Regions from separate parts of the Sus scrofa genome. Here region 1 is linked to region 2. The links are chromatin contacts, called in public Hi-C maps. All regions are on one chromosome and are shown on one strand. Each heading gives the region's core, a stretch centred on a gene start, on an enhancer-like site or on the middle of the called end of the contact. The rest is flanking DNA. Distances are from core to core; before and after follow the strand shown.

Region 1 (4,146 bases), core at 44-2,543, 130 kb after region 2:
ACTGTGACTTTAAGACTGACTGCGTTCGTACTTCGGAATCCTTAGACAAGTAAAGGGTCTAGCAGCGGAGAAACAGTGAGACTGCCTGAAAGTAAAGGGACCTTCCCTCCTAAGCTCTAGATAGGCATCAGGTAGGGCTGGATCAAGGAAAAAGCTGGTGATGCGAGGGATTCCTGGAAATGCTCAGAGAGGCAGCAATCACGCGGATTCACTAGTCCGTGGGCGATGATTCCACGTGGGGCTCGGGGTGGGAGGAACCACAGCGAACCCCCATCCCTATCCCCGGGGAGCCTGAGAGGCCGGACTAACAAACAGATGGGCTTTCCAAGCAGGCGCAAGAGACATGGAGCATTCTCCAGGGCCGGCCGGACCCGACGGGGACCCCGAAGGGGCATAGGGAACGCAGCGACCAGGGTCAGGGCGGTGTCGCCAGGGAACCCCCCCCCGGGCGCCCAAGCCGGAACTCACCGATGCCGAGCCCTACAACCAGGCGGCCGGCGAGCAGCGTCTCCTTGTTGTTCGCCGCAGCAAGCACCGCGGAGCCGGCGGTGAAGAGGGCACTGGCCAGCAGGATGGCGGCGCGGCGGCCGAAGGCGCCGTTGAGGGCCCCGCCGGCTAGCGCCGAGACGGCAGCCGCTCCCACCGTGCTTGACACGAGCAGCTCCTGCCACAGCGCGTCCAGGCTGAGCTGCCGCTTGAGCAGCAGCATGGCCCCCGACACCACCCCGGTGTCATAGCCGAACAGGAAGCCGCCCAGCGCGGAGAAGACGGCAACCACGTACACGAAGGCGGGGGTCTCGTCCTGCTGGAACTGCCGCCGGGCCGCGCGCTCCAGGTCCCCGACGCCGCCGCCGCCGCCCGCGCCCGCGCCCTGCAGGCTGGCGCTCGACTCGGCGGCCGCCAGGAGGCTGCGCTCCCCGGCCGCGCTCGCTGCGTCCGGCTCCTGCTGCTTCCTGCGCCGCTCGCCCATGAGGCTGCTCAGGCTTCGCAGCGTATACTCCACATTCTCGCTCGCCTTGCGGGACATAGGGCAGGAGCCCGGGGCTGCCCGGGGGGGGCTCGAGGCTCCGCGGGCCGGCGGTCTAGGAGGGCTAGACAGCCCGAGCGGACACAAGGAACCGCAGCCGCCTTCCTCCTCCCAGCTCCCGCTCCGACTGCCAGGGCAGCCGCAGCTGCCGCGGCCGCTCCGGGGAGAAAGTTGCTGCCCGCCGAGCCCCGGCGCTGCGGAGTTGGAGCCTGGCGGGTTTCACTCGGGACTCACGCCCCGCTCCTGCCGAGCTGGCGCTGCGGAGCGGGCGGGAGGCGGGGCCGCAGGTCACGTGCAGCCCCGGCCCGGGGGGGCCGGGCAGGGACGCTCCGCCCTCCTCGGGTGGGGCCAGGCTCAGCCCGCCCAGGACCCCTAGACCCCACCCCCAAGTCGAGGGCGACCTCTGACCTAGGCGCCTCCTGTTAGGGCTCTCGCATCTTTACAGCTTTACAGACGCCTAGTTTGGGGGCTGCAGCTGAGGAGCAGGCCGCTGTTTGAATACCTGGTAATAGGAGAAAGGGCCTACGATGATTGCACGGTTTGGAAAGGCAAAGAGAAAACCCCTTAATGCAGCCTGAGGATGGCCAAGCCTGGAATGGCCTAGGAAAATATATCATATCCTGTTATAGCACATAGCAAGTACCCTTCCTCCCTTGTATAGTATTTTAACATTAATGAGTTTGTTCTGGAGCAATAAAGTTTCCCCCAACGCCGGTCTCTCCTCAATCTATGCTTATTTTAAAAGCAAAATACCCCTTGTTTGAGCGCAGAGATAAGTGTCTCCCCAGGTGAATCCCAAACATCCTTCCATGGATCCCTATGTGTAAAAGGAAATTCACATTTATACATTTCACTCTCATATCACCAGGTAGCTCTTACTGGTACAAAGTAAACCTAAGATTTCATCTGATTTGAAGTTTAATAGGCAGTCTCCACCTAACTCCCCCAACACACTCACCAAGAGGAAAAATGTCTTCTCCCTTGAGAATTCTTCACTGTTGCCCTTCCTTTGCAGAGGCAATTTTAACTGCCTCATTGGCTTGAAACAAAGCAAAGATGCCATTACTTACCACCAATTTTTTAAACTGTTGAGTTAATTGCCAGTTGTTAGTTTTTCCCCTCATTTTGACATAAATTATTAGTAAATCATTTTATGCAGCTTAACTTTAGAATAAAAACATGACTTTGTCCCTATGATTTGCTTTCATTCTTCAGTTTGAGTGGAGGAGGTAAAGCATCGTATAATTCCATTCCTCACCATTCCTGTGTTCTTTTATTTTCCTTATCTGAGCGAAAGTTTTCTTAGTCCGAGGCCTCTTTTTTTCATACAGCCTTAAACTTTTTCCTTTTGAAGAAAAGGATTCTGTCGTCTCTATTTCAATAAAAACTTATATTAGAATTTGTCAAAATTTCTTTCCTCTGGATTATCAGTCATGATTATCTCCATAATATGCACTTTCCTTTCCAGCAAGAAGGAAAAATGAATTAATGGGTTCAGAGGGCTAAACTGTCTCAAATTATTGTGTAGCTTTAAAGTAAGGCTCTCTCCTAATTCCTAGGGATCAGTTAAACAGAGAGCGCTTTTAGCTCTGGAGCAATGAACTCTTTAATATTCAGGCTTCAGAAAAAGATTCAGGTAAGAACGCGCCCTTTTCTGTGCCTGCGGTAATAAAACTGCGCCACCTGGTGGTGAGATGTTTCATTGCTTTTGAAGAGCAGGGCTCTTTCTACCAGGTGAGAATCAGCTGGTACTGTTGACTCTTCTTTCTTGCTGAGATGAAAGAAAATGCCTTCTACACCTGGCAAGAACATCTTGGCTCCTGAGCATCCCTTGCTGGAAATTCAGCTTTTGAGACACAGAACACTAAACTACTTAAAGTGGTCCTGCTTCATATCATCAGAGCACCTAAATACCTACAGTCAGGTTACATCTGAAAAGAAATATGACATGAAAAAAAAAGGGGTCCAAGAGTTAAACAGAGTTCTTCCCAGCCTTTGGAAGGAGACAAGTGCAATTTAGCACCACGGCATGAGTCTAAAATGTAGTTTCTTGAAGCCTGCCCTAACTGCAGGTTATGATGAAAAGGAAAGACCATTAGCTGAATTGAGTCCCATAACTATCGCTGTTTTACTAAGAACTTTTGATAAACCACTAAATTAGTTTGTGCCTTGTTTTCCTATTTGCAGAGCAGATAATGGTACAGCAATGACTCAGTTACTGGAAATGAAAAAAGAATTTTGAAATATACTTAGTTGCTATTGCAGAGTAAACAATAAGTATTATTGTTGGTTTGCAAGGTGAGTTCGAAAGCCCAAGTTTTAAGTACATGTTTTATTTGTTTTACAACCTCCAGGAACACTAAGTATCCACTGTAGAAAAGGGAAATGAGAGAGGGTTTTTTGAGCATAATACCACCAGAATACCATCAAAACAACTCTCCCATCATGACAGTCCCCTTTCTCCAGAGATAAGCACACCTATCACTTTGAAATGTATCTTTCTAGAATTTTCTCTATGGACAGTAAAACACAGGCTGTTTTAGTGTTGTTTAGATTGTAAAAGGAAGAAAACCTAAATCAAACCGGTTTAAGTCAAAATCCTGGGGGAGAAGGAGGATCTATTGGCTCTTCTCTCTGAAATGTTTATAATAGGCCCGTATGTCACCAAGAGCTCCATCTCTCCACTCTGCTTCTTGACACTTAGGCTCCACTCTCAAATTCCATGTGGTAGCCAAATAGCTACGGCAAGCTCCAAGCTCCCATTTTCCTACTTCACTCATATCTGCAGGCCAATCAGTGCCCACATCTTGAGCTGTTAGCAGAAGTAAATCTGATGAGCTGAGATTGTAGGGGTTCTCATAAGAAATCTTTTACCTGAAGACCAGCAAATAAATCCTGGGCAATAAAACCAAAAGATTTGAGTTACAGTAAGTAACTAGTAAAGTAATTGAGCATAAAAAGCCTAAAAAGCCAAGTAAAGCATTTCAGGAAGGAGGGACTGGCTAAGAGAATCAAATGTATTACGCAGAGATCAGAGAGAATCAAAACTCCTATGAAATCATTGAATTTGACTCTTAGAAAGTCAATGATGAAAACCTAATGTACACCATGGTGACTAT
Region 2 (3,605 bases), core at 657-3,156:
ATAAAATATGTTTTGTAACAAAAACATTATGTGGGATATAACAAAAAGTACCAAGGGGTGATTTATATTAAAAAGGTTGCACACTTTTTTCTTTCAACAAGCTCAGGATTAAGAGACCCAGAACTCTGCTCCAGGTCAGAAGCATGAGTCCTAACAATATAATATCAGTTAAAAGCCATCCTGAAAACCACACAGACAAATGAATCGCTCACCTCAATTCCAGCAGTAAAAAAATTAACTGATTTGACTACATTTCTAATCATTTATACTTGTTCAATTCTAAAAGAACATGACACACTACCTCTAATCTATCCAGCCACAAGGAAATTTCAAGGGAGAAAATATATGAACTAAAAAAGAAAGCAAGCAGTTCTTAAAGATGTAAGTCCTGTATCTGGCAAGAGACAGCCTTATGTTGGTGTTTATGGAATCCCAAACTAAAGGAATATCTTCTTAAGATACACAGCAGTGGTAAGTTAGGAAAATTATTCATAGACTTCACTGAGCTGAGAGCTGTTCAGCTCTAGAAGTGACAAAAGTAGAATATCTAAAGATATTCTTTTTTTCTTCAGAAAATACAGTAGAAATTCTGTTGTCTGTTACACTGATTATTAAGAAAATCATCTTAAGTTACATTTCTAAATAAAATGCATACAATCCCAAAATATATCAATGTCATTCTGCAATCTTGTGATGTAAGTCAGGCCTTTTTCTGAGCATGGATCAGCTAGCTAAGGTATTGACTTTCCTGTAAAAACCACAGATATTTGTCTATAATCACCACAAAAAAACAGTGGAAACTTAAGATGATTATACAAATTCAACACAGACTCTGTCTAATTATACTGATTCTCCCCAAAATCTTTTAGAGTCATCTTTCTTATTAATTCAAGGGCAATTTTTCTTTGGTGACACCTTTATTGAATCTTTATAAAGCACTGAACTTAGATTTTCACTGAAATCTCTCTCCTTTTTTGTATTTTTCTTTCTCTAAATTTCTATAATAGTTGATTACATTGTATAATGACAGCAACCATTGTATAATGACAGCACAATGGCATAAACAGATTTGGGGAAACACCCAAAGACTTGGTAAACTGACAGCCCAACAGGTGGCAGGAGAAATATAAAGGTATCCTGTTAAAGTCATCCATCAACTATGAGTGTGGCACACTTGTGAGAAGGTTTTAAGAGGGTAGGAGCCCGCCAGTTAACTGGGTAAGTGTGAGAAGTGGCACTGCCTCAGGAGAGCATATCTCTCCATACTGTACCTTGTGGAAATGTTAGATTACATATAATAAACACCAGATTTATTCTTCAGTCTGTAATGGGAAGGAAAGAACCACCTCAGATCCAGGCTGCACCCACTGGTTCAACACACACTGAGTAAACTCCCTGGGGCAGTACCATGTGTTGGAGACACAAACAATGAGTTATGAGGGACTTTTCAGTTTCTGCAGTGTAGAAATTTGGGGCCCCCAAAGTCTTTGTTTTGGAGGCTGCCTTGCGCATTCGTAGGATTAAACAGCCTATTACCACTAGATGCCAGTAGCATCTTCCCTGGAGCTGGCACAACTGAAAATGTCTCTAGACATTGCTAAATGTCCACTAGGGGGCAGAATTGCTCCTGCTTGAGAACCATTGCCTTGGAGAGAACGTGGAGCTTTCAGTTTCTAGAAAACTTTGCTGAGACCTTAAATTCTACAGTTTTGCATCTATTGAGGATCTTTGCTGCCTTTTCTGAAATTCAGATTAGTAACTCATCAATGGTCAGGACTGGCTATATAATCTGTAAGGCCAAGCAAAATGAAAATATGAGCCCCTCATTCGAAAATTACTAAAAATATCAAAGCAGCGACTAGCAACAGGGCCCTCCTGAGTACAAGGCCCTGAGAAACTGTGGAGGATGCACATCGTTAGCCCTGCTGATGGCCTGGGAGTCCGGGTGCTGCTTATTAAACTTAAAGTCACATTAAACTCATTAATATCCCTGTGAGTTTTGATATTTCAGGTTTCTAATTTTCCTTTATTACATGTTTTGTTGATTATTTCCCCCAAAAAATGCTGTACATAATAGTAAATTCAATTCTCATCTCAATTTTTTAGAAATCATATTTTTCAACAGAAACCTGCTAAATTAGATTGACAGTTCAAATTACAGGACCATGAAATCAGTTGTGTTTTATGGGAAACAATCATGAGAAGTTCATAATATTTTTTTAGTAGCATCTGTCTCTTGTCTTTGAGTGCTAGAGAAGATATTAATGATGTTCTTTTGCCACTTGAGAACAGATCTCCTCTTTCTTCAAAATTTATCTTTAGCAGTGGATTAATTCTTTAAACAATCCTTGCCATTTGGCAAGTACTTTGACTCCAGGTATAGAAATTAGCATTGTTTCCAGTATAATAATCAAGGGAGATATAACCATTTACTATGAAATGTTAGAACACGTGTTAATGAAAGACGTGATGTTTATGCTTTTCTTTTTTGGGGGGAGGGGTTCTCAATCTCCATTTATTGTTTATGTTTTTCTATTGCACCTGCATGACCACAATGAACCTAAAAGCTAGCTTTAATATCATCAGTTTGGTCTTACCTGCTCAAAATCACTAGGACATACTCGACTCCACCTTTTCCTTTCACTTTTTTTTTTTTTTTTTTTAACATTCTTCCAAATGTAAACAAACAAGGAAAAGGTATCATGGCCATGGATAAGGCTGCTTCCATAGGTTCAGCCACGTTCAAAACAACAAAGCACAATCTGTGGAACAAGTGCTCAGAACCCAGTTTTACCACTGTAATCCCAGAGTAGAAAGTAGCATAGGAGGTCGCACTTCAGCAGCCAGAGACAGTGCACCTCTGAAACCAGGACTGAATGACAATGCTGTTAACAGCAATTGCTAGGGAACATTTGACAGATGTCACTTCTAAATCCCTGCTTTCCAGTTTGTAAGGAGGTTGGAAGAAAAATGTCTCTAAAGACATTGCTATGATCCTTCAGACCTTAGGAGGCACTAACAAAATATATAGTTGCAGCTACCAAAAAAAAAAAAAAGTGTTTGAAATGTGTATAATCAAAAGATACATACAAAAGATAGCTTCCCAGAAACTATCTGCAAAAGTGTGTCATCAAAGAAATTAATCAATAGTCAGTCTAAGAAAGAAAATTCCATCTGAGCCAACCTGAAGATTATAACCTGGGAAAGAGTCTCTCAGAGAGCTCTGAGAACGGTTCAGGGTGATGCGGGGTGTGTGTGTGTGTGTGTGTGTGTGTGTGGCGGGGCGGGGGGGGGGGTCAGTAACGTGTGATTTTGGTGAAAGGGTTATGTGCAGCCAAGCACACATCTAAATTGCTGCTAGCCATGAGGCTTAGTTAACCATCTTTTAGTTAACTGTTTTAAAATGTGCTTTTTTAGATATAAAAATCAGGTTTATAAAAAATTCCTCCAGAAAAATACCTGGCTATCCGAGGACCAGCTCTGTCCGTTCTCCCAGAGCAGTGTGCCTCATCCTCATCTTCACCCTGAATTCCTTTCAGGGTGGACTGAAGGTCAGCGATTGCAGTGACTAATGATTTAATTCTTATAGAACTGGATGGTGGGCA

The links. A called contact is a pair of places that touch in the nucleus more often than the background predicts.
Region 1: a contact with region 2 is called in a Hi-C map of subcutaneous adipose tissue, with 5 times the contacts expected there. The contact joins the promoter of SLC2A13 here to the enhancer-like site in region 2. A contact is called at or near these places in 4 of 5 promoter capture datasets (fetal liver, fetal skeletal muscle, liver and 1 more), 28 of 47 Hi-C or Micro-C datasets (adipose tissue, alveolar macrophages, blood and 16 more) and 2 of 2 datasets of contacts at active chromatin or transcription factors (alveolar macrophages and skeletal muscle).

Annotation. Positions count from the first base shown.
Region 1 is chr5:71,672,560-71,676,705 of Sscrofa11.1, forward strand. It overlaps SLC2A13 (proton myo-inositol cotransporter), which reads right to left and starts at 1,294. Exons shown (of 10, transcript XM_021092534.1): 1 at 469-1,294. The coding sequence starts at 1,027. It overlaps LOC102165502 (a long non-coding RNA gene), which reads right to left. Exons shown (of 3, transcript XR_002344154.1): 3 at 2,957-4,146.
Region 2 is chr5:71,546,340-71,549,944 of Sscrofa11.1, forward strand. The region is part of intron 3 of SLC2A13 (proton myo-inositol cotransporter); the gene reads right to left. Among named protein-coding and RNA genes, the nearest start is that of SLC2A13, 130 kb to the right of the region's middle. Within about 2 kb of position 1,907, at least 13 of the 83 cell types and tissues checked have an H3K27ac peak or open chromatin away from gene starts, as enhancers often do. A contact at or near this core is called in adipose tissue and subcutaneous adipose tissue, where this site is marked.